Linked DNA regions of Ovis aries: region 1 is linked to region 2. Evidence: chromatin contacts called from public Hi-C data. All regions are on one chromosome and are shown on one strand. Each heading gives the region's core, a stretch centred on a gene start, on an enhancer-like site or on the middle of the called end of the contact. The rest is flanking DNA. Distances are from core to core; before and after follow the strand shown.

Region 1 (6,654 bases), core at 348-2,847, 82 kb after region 2:
CTCCTTGCAGTCCAAGGGACTCTCAGGAGTTTTCTCCAACACCACAGTTCAAAAGCATCAATTCTTCGGCATCAGCTTTCTTCACAGTCCAACTCTCACATCCATACATGACCACTGGAAAGACCCCAGCCTTGACTAGACGGACCTTGGTTGGCAAAGTAATGTCTCTGCTAATCACCAACAAAGCCTTGCAGCTGCATCAGTTCCTGGCTGTCAGGAAGCACTGGTGAGTGTTCCAGGGGCGGGGCTGATGGCAATGATGAAGACTGCGCTGGTCCCACAGAAGGATGTGAAGGTGGAGGAAAGCTTTGGCCAGGACTGCCAAGCAGAGTGGGGCAAGGCTGGAGTCGAGGGAGCCAGGTTCACCTGTGGTGGAGGTGGTGTGGCCACAGAGCGGCTGCTTTCTGCCCTTACCCTTGGGCAGTAGCTGCTCCTCCCTGAAAAGGGGAAACTAAAACTAGGAAGTGTCTCTGGACGCTGAGCAAGCAGGCACATCGTGATACCGCCGACACGCTTGGCTGGAGCCCTTCTGTGACAGGACCGACAAGGCCGTGGAGGCGGACTTCCCCCTCAGGCTGTTGGTGTCCTTCTCGTGACTCACCCTTGCCGACGTAAGGGCGAGTGCTTCCCATCCCCAAGGCTGAAGTTCCAGCACTTGCCCTCCCCTGTGGTGTGCTCTAAAGCGGCCGTCTCAGTGGGCCTCCCTGATGTGAGGTTTGTTTTACTCGATTCAGGAGTAAAGGGTGCACTCACAGGACTTCACACAGCTTGGTGTGCGGAAAGCGCCTAGTGTCTGTCAGCTTTCACTGTTACTGGCGCGTGGTTCTGCATGAGGCCACGGTGCTTCTCCCAGGTCAGCCATCCTGGATCTGGTTTTCATGTGGGACACAAAGCTGCAAGTGAGGGCCTGGACTGACAAAGAGCAGGAGACGAGAAGGCCCAACCCCATCTTGGCATGCAATTCTTCGGGTCCTCAGAAATCACTGATGACCCCTTTTGAACCCGATGCAAGACCCAGTTCCCAGGGGTGTCTGTGTGAATGGTAAGAGAACTTCGGGAGGTGGTGTCAGAGGGCGCCTCCTCCCTGGTCTTCGTTTCTGGACGAGATGAGTGTAGCTTTTCCCCTTAGGAGAAAGATGCTGTGCTTGAGCCCCCTAGTGCCAGGCTGGGGAAACCAGTTCACTTCTCGCTTCTGCAGCACCGCAGTGCTCCCTGCCTGACTGTAGAATCCTAGACTCATAAGAAAGGAAATACTGTGGCCATGAGGACCCTAGGCTCACCCCAACTCCGCCCCTGTGGGGACCCAAAGGAAGAAAACTTACCCCTTCAGCTTTTGCTCAGAGGGTCTGAAATACTTGGCCTATCAGCTCTCTCCCACCCCTCACTTCACCGTTTGAAAGAAAATCCAGAAAGGAAAGGGCAAAAGGGCCAAGGTTAAACATTTTTTTCAGGCCTTGTCAAAATGACTCACATTAATATGGCCATGTAGAAGGCTCATTCACAATCGAGCACGTTCCCTGCCCTAGCACACTGACAACTCTGCACAGGAGGCATCTCCTCGGCAGCCCCCACCCTGTCCTGCCCAGCTGGTTTGCCTGGTAGTGCCTCTACTGCCTCTCGTGTGTCTGGACTCCACTCAGGGCTTGTGGAGGGCAGCTTGGCCGTGCCCTCGCTCAGCACCTCACACCCAGTGCGCGCACGTGCCATAAAAACTTTTACACCTCTTGAGTCGTCATGTGGATGTGAGGGGTGCTGGCCAGCTCTGACTGCTCCACTGTAACTCCTAGTAGGAGAAACATGAAGAGGGATGAAGGGACCTGGGAGGACCTTTGCCTCTGGCCACGGCTAGTCCCGGGGAACTTTCTTGGTGAGGGTTGCTTCCGTAGCCGCGCTGGCAGTCTTGCTGGGTGACTGTCAGCTGTGTTTGGCATGATCTGGGCTTTGTCATGTTTTCCCCGGCAGCAGGTTCCTCACCTTCCCGACTGCAGAAGGCTGAGTTGCTAGGTAAGCTTGATCTTGGAGTTCCCTTCCTGGATTCTGTCCAACCACCCTTCTAACTTGGACTTGTCAGGGCCTCCCTGCCAACCTTTATGAACTGGCCTGATTTTTTATTATGTGGGTCTTCCTGGACATTCCCCCGCCCTCACCCCCCACTGCTTTACTAGCCTCTGTTCCTTCTTTACTCAGCAGACTGGCTATTCTTCCTCTCCTACCTCCCACAGCCTATCTCAAAAAGACTAAAGCCCATCTGTGCCAAAACCCTGCTGTACCATAGACTGCACCAGTAACCAGAGCTGGTATTACCTAGCCCTTACTGTCAGGTACCATGTTGTGTTTACATAAAGGCGTTCTCTGCCATGCACAGCAACTGGCACTCAGGGAATCTGACAGTTTCTATCCCAGATGTTGCTTTGGGTTCAGACAAACTAGTTCTGCAGTCTCCGTGACTGGCAAAAGGACCTTCACGGGAAATGTGCAGTCCCTTCTGACATGCACCTAAGTGTGTGGCCATAGTTGTTGTCTGCATAACCTCATGGGAAGAGCAAACATCACTGTGGTTATGAACCCTTGGGGGACTTCCGGTGTATGTACATCTAACTCATTTAGGCAAAACCCAGTTAGGCAGTAACACCTATTCTAGGTGGTTTGCTTGACCTGGTATTATTCAGTATCTCAGACGGTAAAGAATCTGCCTGCAATGTAGGAGGCCTGGGTTTGATCCCTGGGGTGGGAAGATCCCCTAGAGAAGGGAATGGCAACCCACTCGTCTTGCCTGGAGAATTCCATGGACAGAAGAGCCTGGCAGTCTATAGTCCCTGGGGTCACAAAAAGTCGCACACAACTGAGTGACACATACATACATAATTTTAAAGGAGCAGAGCCACTGAAATTGGCAGTTGGGAAGGGAGTGGGAGCAGAGAGATGCCATCTCCTCTGCTACAACCACCCTGGTGAGACATGGTGCTCCTCTGACTGAGTGCAAAGTGAAACCTTCCACTCTCAAAGGCCCCCTCATCTCCTCTTCACTTAGTAGAGAACAGACCTCAGAACAAACTAGTTTTGGGACCCGTTGTCTCAAATTCTTTTTGGATTAAGATTCTTTGGAGGCTATAAAAGTTTAAAATTAGAAACCTCTACTTAAGTGTTTTGCTTTTCTCTTTGGAATGACAAAACCCAGCAGGGATTAGGTTCAGAAGTCAGCATTTACGGAGAAAATGGCATACAGCTGAAATGAAGTCCTGCACGTCCATCTCCCACCAGTAGAGAAGGATACATGCCAGGCACAGTGGTGGGAAATGTGCAAGTCCTGTAAGAGGACTGGTGCTTGCTGAGTGATGAGCAGATCACGTCTCCTAATTAACTCAGGCAGAATCACTTGTGCTATTTTAATTATTTCCCTCCTTTACAGCCACCTTCCCTACCACCCCCATCAGAGAATAAAACTGCTTTACTAACTGGTATTTTTAGACGTCTATTAAGTAGTATGAAGAGGTTGATAGAAGATTCAAAACCAGATTCAAAATCGATTATTTGCCAATCAGTAAAATGCAGAGCAAAATTGTATCCGTTAGTGCCCTATCCATTTGGAGGGGAAACGGCCCGTCTGTGTGTAACCATGTTTGCAGCCCCGTGGGCAGGCAGGGACGGACAGGACTCTTCTGGGACAGAGCCATTGATGACCTCGGCTCTTCCTCACCAAGCCTCCTGTATGGGTAGCCAGGCACGCTTCTGCTGCAGGGTGTGTGGCCTGCCACGAACAATTCTCCTTCCACCCCAGCCTGGGCTGATTGCTCTCCTAAGCAGAGACTGCTCTGGCTGCCCTGGCATCCAGGCTGGGACCTCTCACACCATCTTTCCCCAGGTCAGTAGTCTCCCTTCAGGCTTCCGATGTGTGCTCTGCGGAGGCTCTTTACTGCATACCTTCTCAACAGGGCTGTGGACACACCCCAGAAGAGTGAATTAAAGGAGGGTTTAAGTGTAAGCAAAGGGGTAAGCCCTCCCCAGTTTTTGTGGCCCAGGGCAAGAATATAAATGAACCCTCCTACAGCCTCCCACCCACCGCTGTTTAATATTTTTCATGCTAATCAGATGAAATAGTATTTGGGGGTATCCTGAATTAAACTATATTATACATTTTACCTATTTCTTCTTACCTTTTTAATGAGACTACCAGAAAGTTTAGAATCACATATGTGGGCTACAATAAATATTACACTGGATGGCACTGCTATAGGTGAGTGTTTCTAAAACATTAGTGCACGTTATGTTTTGGGCATTAAAGGTCTTGGTCAAGAGCTTTCCAGACCTCAGCAGACTTTTTCTCCAAGGCCATCAGTGCAGCAGAACTTCCAATGTAAGCCAGTACCAGTACCCCTAAGCCAGATAATAGGTGTACCATTAGGGTGCAAGTCCAGGGTGCTAGACACGGTCCTTCCTACTCTGACAGCAACTATTGCTGAATACATTACTGATGTAGAAGATATGCCGTTTCTATCATTATTAATCACCCTTTGGTTGGGAGATGTTTCTCTCCCATCTACTACCTTTCAAACCACTTGCCCCTCTGTTATTAAAATCGAGAGCCATCTACTTGCTTATGCTCTACAAATGTCTTCCTGATAATGTTTCAAATTTAGGGAAATAAGCTGCTGGGAAGGGCAGGAGAGCCCCTTCCTCAAAATCCAGGTGTCTCCAGAAGTCATACAGGAAATGCTAAAAAGCCATGCCCCAGGGGGAGATGGTGAACAAGCTGATATGGACCTGGAGGTATTGATGCGCCTTCACGACCGAGCTGCTTCCACTCTACTGACGCCCACCCCTCTGCAGCTTACCTAGTGCTGTCAGACAGGAGAGGGCGATAGCACCCACTCCAGTGCTCTTGCCTGGAGAATCCCATGGGCGGAGGAGCCTAGTGGGCTGCAGTCCATGGGGTCCCCAAGAGTTGGACACGACTGAGCAACTTCACTTTCACTTTTCACTTTCATGCATTGGAGAAGGAAATGGCAACCCACTCCAGTGTTCTTGCCTGGAGAATCCCAGGGACGGGGGAGCCTGGTGGGCTGCCGTCTTCGTGGTAGCACAGAGTCAGACACGACTGAAGCGACTTAGCAGCAGCAGTGCTGTCAGATACCTCCTGCCTATTTCTCACTTTCTAAAGGGACCATTTGAATTCTCCATCAGGTTTTCTCCCCACCAGACTATTACCTCATTCCTTCCTACAAAAACACAATAAAAAAGTCACTGATGCAGCTTTTGCTGTTTTTCCAACCCCTTTCTTCTAAAAAGATGGTCCCACTGGTCCTTTTTGGTTAAAAAAACAAAAACACTTCATCTTCGGAACTCTAAGCAGACGGTGAACGCTTTTTCTGGCGATACTTTCTCACCAGATCCTTGGAACGGGGTGCAACTGGTGGCTTTGAGTATTTCATAGCTGGGGTTCAGATAACTTGGCCTAAAGTTGGTTTCAAATTTCCTAGTGCATGCTGTTGAAGCAATTTTCAAATGACCTCCCAACCATTAAGGACAAATTTATCCTTAGTTCTTTCCATCTGCTTCTACCCAATTCCTGCATCAATCATGATCTAACTCTGAGGACTGGGAATCTGTGTGTATCCATTAGATGGGAGCATATTTTTAACTGTTATCTGGGGAGGTGCAAGGACTGACATGGAAGCACACGCTTCCATTTCCCTGCCTGTCTGCTGCTGCTGGCTGGCCTCTTCCTGCAGGTGAAAAAGAGAAGGATGCCCACGGCAACAGTGCCTCAGCATTTGTCTGAGCTGCTCTTGCTGTTTCAGTCATCACTCTCGATATCCCCATCCACCTTGCACAGGGGCCCTCTCCACGGTAATCTAACCTGAAAGGCACAGATCACCCACATAGAGGGTGGGAGAGACTACATAGTTCCTAAAACAGAACAAAACACAGAGGGGAAGGATTCTGTTCTCACTGCTTGACAGATCGCCTCTAACATTTCCCTTTCTCTTTTTCTGAAGAAATCTTAGGCAGATTCCATATGGGCAACCCAGAGGCCCCATCCTTCCCTCCCTCCCTCCCTCCTTTAAGGGCTGTTGCAAGACACCAAAAGTCACTGCTGGTGATCCGCATCAGATGATAGCTACCAGACAAAAACCCATCTTCAGAGCAAGTATGCAAACAATTTTCAAGATGGGCCATTACTGTAATACCACTAATACTTTTTCAAAAAGTATTAACAGGCATTTTTCACCACGTGGCAAAAAATTCTTAAAAAAAAAAAATCCTATAGTTTGTATAAAATACTCCAGAGTTAGATCTCATTTTTGCTACCCTCAATTTATTATCAGTAGAAATGAGTAATCAGAGCTTGAAGAAGACGTACATATTTGCAAAGTACTGTTAAAAGATTTATTGCAATAATACAACAAAAGTTTAGAAAACATTTATTTGTATGACTCAGACTGGTTTGGAAGTCGCAGAGCAGTGGGGAATCCCTGCAATGTGACGCCTCGAGGAGATTCTTTTAACAGCATGCCACCAGACGTTCCTCCCCATATTATCAATGCACGACTCCTTACATGAATTCTGTCCACTTCCCCACGTTGACATGGTTCTCCCCCTGAACTTACAGATGTGCAAAGCTTTTCTTCGTTACACCCCATTACAAAAACAGTC
Region 2 (6,743 bases), core at 391-2,890:
ACCCTGAGAAATATCAAATACAGACTCAGAAACAGGGAAAGCAAGATGATTTGTCAAAGGAAATCTGGAAGAAATGACTCATAAAAGTGACTGCAAACTACCATGAGGGCGCGACTTTTAAAAGTACCAATACTCTTTCACCTAGAAATTCCATTTCTGGGTATTTATCTTAAAAAATTTACATTCATGAAAATGTCCTATGGTTTCCTTATAATGTCATAAAGGAAATAAGTCTGAGAATGAAGAATTTGGTAAATTTTGTATGTTCACTTAATATACTTTTACACAGCTTCTGAAGTGTTTATGAAGCTTATGAAGAACTAGGAAAAAACAGTTATAAAAGCAAAAACAAAAAAGCACCCCAAACCAACAAGGATCCAAAATTGTGTGTACACTATGAGCACAGCATTATAAAATAAATAGGCATGAGAAAATGTCTAAAGGAAAATAAGCTGAATGCTGAGCACCTGTGTTAGGGTGAAGGCGTTTTTTTCTTTTATTGTCCTCGTTTTATGATGTGGTCAAAATTATTTTTACAGTGAATACAATTATCAGTTTAAAGGCTGAGTATAAAATAGCCTTCACTGGCACTCTCATTTGAAAGTATTAAATAAAGTACCAAAAACCTCTTTTGTAGTCATCATTTACAATCCTTTACTCTTCTAAAGATCACATTTTGAGACTGTCAACCTCTAAGTTTATCAAATTGCTGGTAGGTATTAATGCCATTGAGCAGGGCATGACAACCCACTCCAGTGTTCTTTCTTGGAACTCCCATGGAGAGAGGAGCCTGACCGGCTATAGTCCATGGGGTCACAAGAGTCAGACACGACTGAAGCTATTTAGAATGCACACACGCATTCCTGCCTTCATTTGTATAGAAAAGAACATAATGGACATTCCCAATCCCTTCATTTTACGCATAAGAACTCTGAAGCCCAGCTTCCCCAGATAGTAGCAGAAGCAAAATCTGAACCCAAGTCTACTAGGTTATCTACCAGTAATTTAACACCATTTATATAGTTCCACCTCGGAGAAGGCAATGGCACCCCACTCCAGTACTCTTGCCTGGAAAATCCATGGATGGAGGAGCCTGGTGGGCTGCAGTCCATGGGGTCGCAAAGAGTCGGACACGACTGAGCGACTTCACTTTCACCTTTCACTTTCATGCATTGGAGAAGGAAATGGCAACCCACTCCAGTGTTCTTGCCTGGAGAATCCCAGGGACGCGGGAGCCTGGTGGGCTGCCGTCTATGGGGTCGCACCGTGTTGGACACGACTGGAGCGACTTAGCAGCAGAAGCAGCAGCAGCATATAGTTCCACCCACATCCACCCACGAGTATTAATAGACTTGCCATTGCTACTGACTGTTGAATCCTGGCTTACTACCATTCTGGCTGGCTTGAGGGGTTGAGTCCTTTCTCTACAGGTAGTGCTTGAGCTTTCACTCTTCACCGCTTGGGGGCCTGAAGAAGCCTCACGAGGTTTTCTCCCTGTTTAAGTACTCCCCCTCTGAATCCCCAGCGCCCGAAGTGCCGCAGAACCCCGGCAGGGGGCGTTGTGACCCTGACTCCGCGGCCCCTCCCCTGGCCAACCGTCGATTGGGCCGGCGCGTGACGTCACGCCGTTTTAGCCAAACAAATGGGTTTCGGGGCGAGCGTTGGGCTCCGCCGCGCCGCGCTGGGCGCTCGGTCTGTCTCAGCGGTGGGGAGCGAGCCAGGCCTCCAGCCGCCGCCGCTGTATAGGGGTGTGCAGCCCCTGGCCAGGCCCCGGCCGGGGCAGGAGCGCAGGTGGGTCCGGGCTGGGGTGGGGCGTGGCGCGAGAGCAGCGCGGTCGGGGTCCGGCGGCGGCCACGGTGGCCGCTCCCCGCCCCCTCCCGCCGCCCGCCTGCGCTCTTGGGGCGCCGGGCGGGTGGGGGCGGGGGTGCCGCCCGCCGGTCCGAGGCTCGGTCTGGGGCAGGGACTCGGTGGCCTGCACCTTGTCCTGGGACGGCCTCCGCCTGCACGCGGGCCGGGCGCTGAGCGCCCCCGCGGGGCTCGGAGGGTCAGGCGGGCCGGCGGGCGGGAACGGGGTCGCGGGTCTGGGTTGAAGCCGAAGAGATCCGGGATAGGCCCTGAGGAGTTTCAGGATCGTCTCTCCCACCCCCGGTACTGGCGGCCGGTGAGGAAGTCGGGCCCTGGGTGGGGGTTGTTTTGCCCGGTGGCTCCCGCCAGGGTTCGGCCGCTCCGTCCTTCCCTGTCCCAGCGCAGGTGAGCTGGCGCCTGTCCTTAACCTTCTTTGGGGACCGGGCAGGACGGAGGCTCGGAGGCTTCTCTGGCTTCTGGGCTGGTGCAGGTCGACTGCGGTTCCGCCCCAGTCCGCGATGAAGTCACAGTGTTGTGGGTCCGCGTGTCTGTGACGTCAGGGGTTACGAGGAGATGAGCTGTGATGTCACTGCAGGCCCTGGGGGTTCGGAACCCAGGCGCGCAGAAGTGCCGGGAGGACCGGGAGGGGAAAGAAAGGAAGTTCAAGCTTCTGTCAGCGCCTGGGGTCCCAGAGAATTTGCATCGAAAGTTGTTCGATATCAGCATTTTACAATTTTAATGTAGTAGTTGTCAAGTTCTTTAACTTCATTTCGAACAAGCATTGTTACACAGTTCAATATAAGACCCATTTGATTTAGGAAAATCTCAATCAGGAGGATTTTTTTTTTTTGGTGGGGGTGGATGGTGGCTGTTTGATCTAAATGCTTTTCAGAGAGCTTAACTGTAGTTTGATGGCTTGTGATTGGAATTGCTGAAAAAGAACCAATTTGAGCGCTGATGATTTCCTTACTGTTTCTTGCTATACAGTTTTGAAATAATTTATCTGCCCATTTGCTTTTTTGTTGTTAAGAGAGTGACTTGGAAGAGAGCGGCTTTTAAGTCAACTTTTTCTTTTGTAAAAAGGAAAGGAGGAGGCCTGAATTAATGCAATATTATTGTTAAATAATAATTACCTGGGGATTTAATTTATCCGGGTTGTCCCTACCCATGGATAATTGAGGGTTTCCTGCGGTTATAGCTCACCAAAAAGGCTTTTTCTTGTTTTCCTACTAAGACTGGGTGTAACAGTAAAATAACATATACCAGGAACTGCTTGCCTGGACAAGTAACTAAAATTTTGTCTGTAGTGCTTGCAAATATGAAACTACGGAATTTTTAAAAATGCCTTGTCTGTAAACACCTCTTTTCTTCCGAAGCTTTCCAAAGAGATCAGGCTAGACCTGCTGTTACTAGCTTCAAGTATTGCAGCATATCAGTACTTTTGCTCATCATTTCTTCCTCTCTATAAAACCATTTAAATAGAATCTAGTTTGAGAGGTAGATGGCTGAAATTGAAGCATAATTGCAATTTAGTGTCTTCAGCTGGAAGCTAGGATGGGAGTCCTCAGTCCCTCCCCATTGACCTTGACTTATTAGGGGTTTTCTGTTGTTAATACTTCTTCTCTTATTTGCTCTTTAAAGGTGATTGAAAAGGTATTGCATTTCTAGATTTTGCGTCAACATGCTGGTGGAAGTTGTGCTGTGTGTCTTTGTTTACACAGAAAATGAAAACAGAAATTTACCCTTGTTAATTACTATTAGATTTGACTGGAAGTTCACAAAACAGGATGTTCTTGTAAATCTCATTTTAATACTCACCACACTTTGGACATTCTACAGCATTGTGTGTACTATTTGAAAATTACAATATACATATTTTAAAACATTAGGAATTGTGTGGTGACAGTGTTAAGGCTCTGAAGACATAATTTGGTTTTTTGGATCCTCAAGACTGATAAGTATCAAATTAACAATGAAATTGCTGATTTCGAGGGTGTTAACCAAGCTACTCTTTAAAATTAAATGATCATGACAAGATATTATGTAATGGAGTTGAAGGAGGTACAAAAAGAACACTTTAATATCTTTTCCAATGAGCCTTTCTGGGGAAGGCCACATGGATGTGTATAAATTAAATGTACTAGTGCTCATGGGAAGGGGTGAAAGTCAAACTGTGTAAGTTGAAAGACACATAAATGATAATAAAATAGCTTCCCCTTGGCAGTGCATCTCCCCCACCCCATTGTGTTTAGCAGTTTATTAATTTTTTTAATGGAAAATGAGTTTTTTATTCTGAATAAAGGTCTTCATGTATTCTGATATGACTGAGAGACAATGAAAACTATAAAAAAAACAGCTATGAATAGTTGTATAACTAAACCAGCCGTAACACATAAACATTTTTACAGTTTGTTTCTACTTTGGGCAGGTTATTTTTCACCCAGGCCTTGCAGTATTGGGAGTAGGAAGCAGTTTTTACTTCTTATAAATGAAAATTTATTTGAGATCAGTATTATTTTGTTATTTTATCCAGTTGCTGTATTTAGGGGACTAAGTGATACAGCATCTTTCTGACAGATAAAAGCAAATATAAACAATAAAAGTACTAGAAATTCTTTAGGATATGTTTATTGGATCAATTATTAACACATAGAATTAAAATTCTTATACATATTTTTTACTTCATTTTCTAATAAATTTATGCTCAGCCAGTTTAATTTGTGCAGTTTTGATACTCTAGTAACCCTTAATCTTATTTTCATATTTGTTGGGGAGAGAACATACTAATGGTTAGAGACATCATTCAGTGTTATCTTCCAAAATTTGCAGCTGTTTAGAACCAGACACTTGAGAGAAGCTACTATGGTAGAATGAATGCCTTCCTTGTTAGGTCATGTGTGACAAAGGCAAAATTCAGCAAGTGCATAATCTGCGGTCCTTTGGAAGCAACAATAACAAAAAAGAGCAAATGAACTCCAAATGCATTTAGGTCATTGGAAATTGAATTCCTGTCGATTCTTACCCATGCATAATTTATCTTCCCCCCTTTTAGTTCATGTTTATGGTACTTTGACGCTGATGAACATACTGTATTATCTGGGGAAAGCATTAATGATTTAAATATAGGTGTTTCTTAAAGTCGGTTGAAAGAGTTTGTCAGCCTTTTGTTTCTAGGTCCATCTTCTAGTTTGCTTTCCACAGAAGAGGCTCCAGATCTTCCCTTTTTAAATGTTCAGCTCTGGAAACTTAGCACAAACATTTTTCAACCTCAACACAATGTAGATTTAAATGTGAAACTAAGCTCTGTTTATGTACCATGTTATTATCAAGCATGGGTTTTACTCATACAGCAAGCATTTTGGGTACTCTCTGCCAGGTCCTCAGCCAGGGACTGTGTGACCTTTGTTCTAACATTCTGTTGGGGTGGAGGGCCTTGAGTCTGAAGTGCAAAAATTGGACCAAGAGGGTGAACATTTATGTTAACACAGATTGGTCACAGGTTTAGAATGAGAAACAGATTATTTTATCCCAAGACAGACAAAGGGGTTAGGCTCCACAAATTTGGATTGTTCTAGAATGAAAGGAGCTTAGTGAGTATGCATTTTTTTTCAGGCAACAAGTACTCAAGACCAGAACTAGCCTGTGTAGTCTGTCTAAGACTAGAGATAGAGCTAGAGAGAAGAAGAATAATCCAGACATCCCTCTAGAAGAATGTATATACCTTTTTTCTTCTTAAGATCAGTCCTTTAATTGACTAACTTCTGAAATAATGTGAGCCTCTCACAGCCTCATTTCCAGTCTGCTTTTTTCCCTCTATCATTTTATCATGAAAATTTCAGTCACAGAAAAGTTGCAAGAATTGTTTATACATTGAATACCTAAATATCCACAACCTAGATTTTGTAATTCTTATTTTGCTATATTTACTTTATCTGTCCATACATTCTGACTTCTCTGTCAATGTATTTTATCAGCCCATCTTATTTTTGGTTGTATTTCAGAGTAAGTATATTTTACCCTTTACTTGAGCATTCCTATCATGAACTATTAATTTTGTAAATAAACAAATAGTTTAACTTGTCCCTTAGTTTGAACAAGTTCATACATCTCTTTAACCCATAACCCTGTCAATATATAGAACATCACCATCCCTACAGAAAGTTTCTTTGTGCATCTTCCAAGTCAATTTAGTTGAAATTTTAAATCCTGCAATCTTAACTCCACCCTACTGAAACTACCTGTTGAAAGGGCCTATTTGTTAGCAGTGAATGTAGCATTATGCTGAGGGTTCAGAATATAAAGAAATGAAGACCACAGCCCCTGCTCTATTTAAGCTTATAATTTAGTTTGGATTTTAGTTTGGTGTCTGATAAATAAATGTTCCATGAATTCAGAGGAGGCATCTTCGACTGCTGTGAAAGCTTTTTAGGTGTGGGTCTTGGATTGGACTTTTATTTTAGGACCTAAAAAAGAGATTTTTTTTTTTTTAAAGAAGACTGAATAAAAGTTGTGATGTTAACAAAACAGAAAGAAAGACTTCATTGGTGGTCCGGTGGTTAAGAATCTGCCTACTAATGCATGGGTTCAGTCGCTGGTCCAAGAAGATTGCACATGCCCGGCAACTAAGCCCCAACTACTGAAGCCTGTGCACCTAGAACCTGTGCTCTGTAGCAAGAGCAGCCACTGCAGTGAGAAGCCTGCTCACCACAACTAGAGAAAGGCCACATGCAGCAGCGAAGACCCAGGACAGCCATCAATAAAGAAAGAAAAATAAATGGTATAGAGGAACTGTAGCACACAAGGGGCCCAATTTTGGAGAGAGTTTGAGCATTATTTTTTTATACAGGATAATCTTTGAGAAAGGAAGTAATAGGAATGGATCTTAACCCAGTTTGTCA

Evidence for each region. A called contact is a pair of places that touch in the nucleus more often than the background predicts.
Region 1: a contact with region 2 is called in a Hi-C map of hypothalamus, with 4 times the contacts expected there. The contact joins the enhancer-like site here to the promoter of FBXO34 in region 2. A contact is called at or near these places in 12 of 16 Hi-C or Micro-C datasets (blood, hypothalamus, liver and 5 more).

The regions. Positions count from the first base shown.
Region 1 is chr7:65,898,009-65,904,662 of ARS-UI_Ramb_v3.0, forward strand. ATG14 (autophagy related 14) reads right to left here. Exons shown (of 10, transcript XM_015097083.3): 10 at 6,374-6,654. Among named protein-coding and RNA genes, the nearest start is that of ATG14, 39 kb to the right of the region's middle. Within about 2 kb of position 1,598, at least 26 of the 54 cell types and tissues checked have an H3K27ac peak or open chromatin away from gene starts, as enhancers often do. A contact at or near this core is called in hypothalamus and liver, where this site is marked.
Region 2 is chr7:65,816,208-65,822,950 of ARS-UI_Ramb_v3.0, forward strand. FBXO34 (F-box protein 34) reads left to right here and starts at 1,641. Exons shown (of 4, transcript XM_042252553.1): 1 at 1,641-1,791.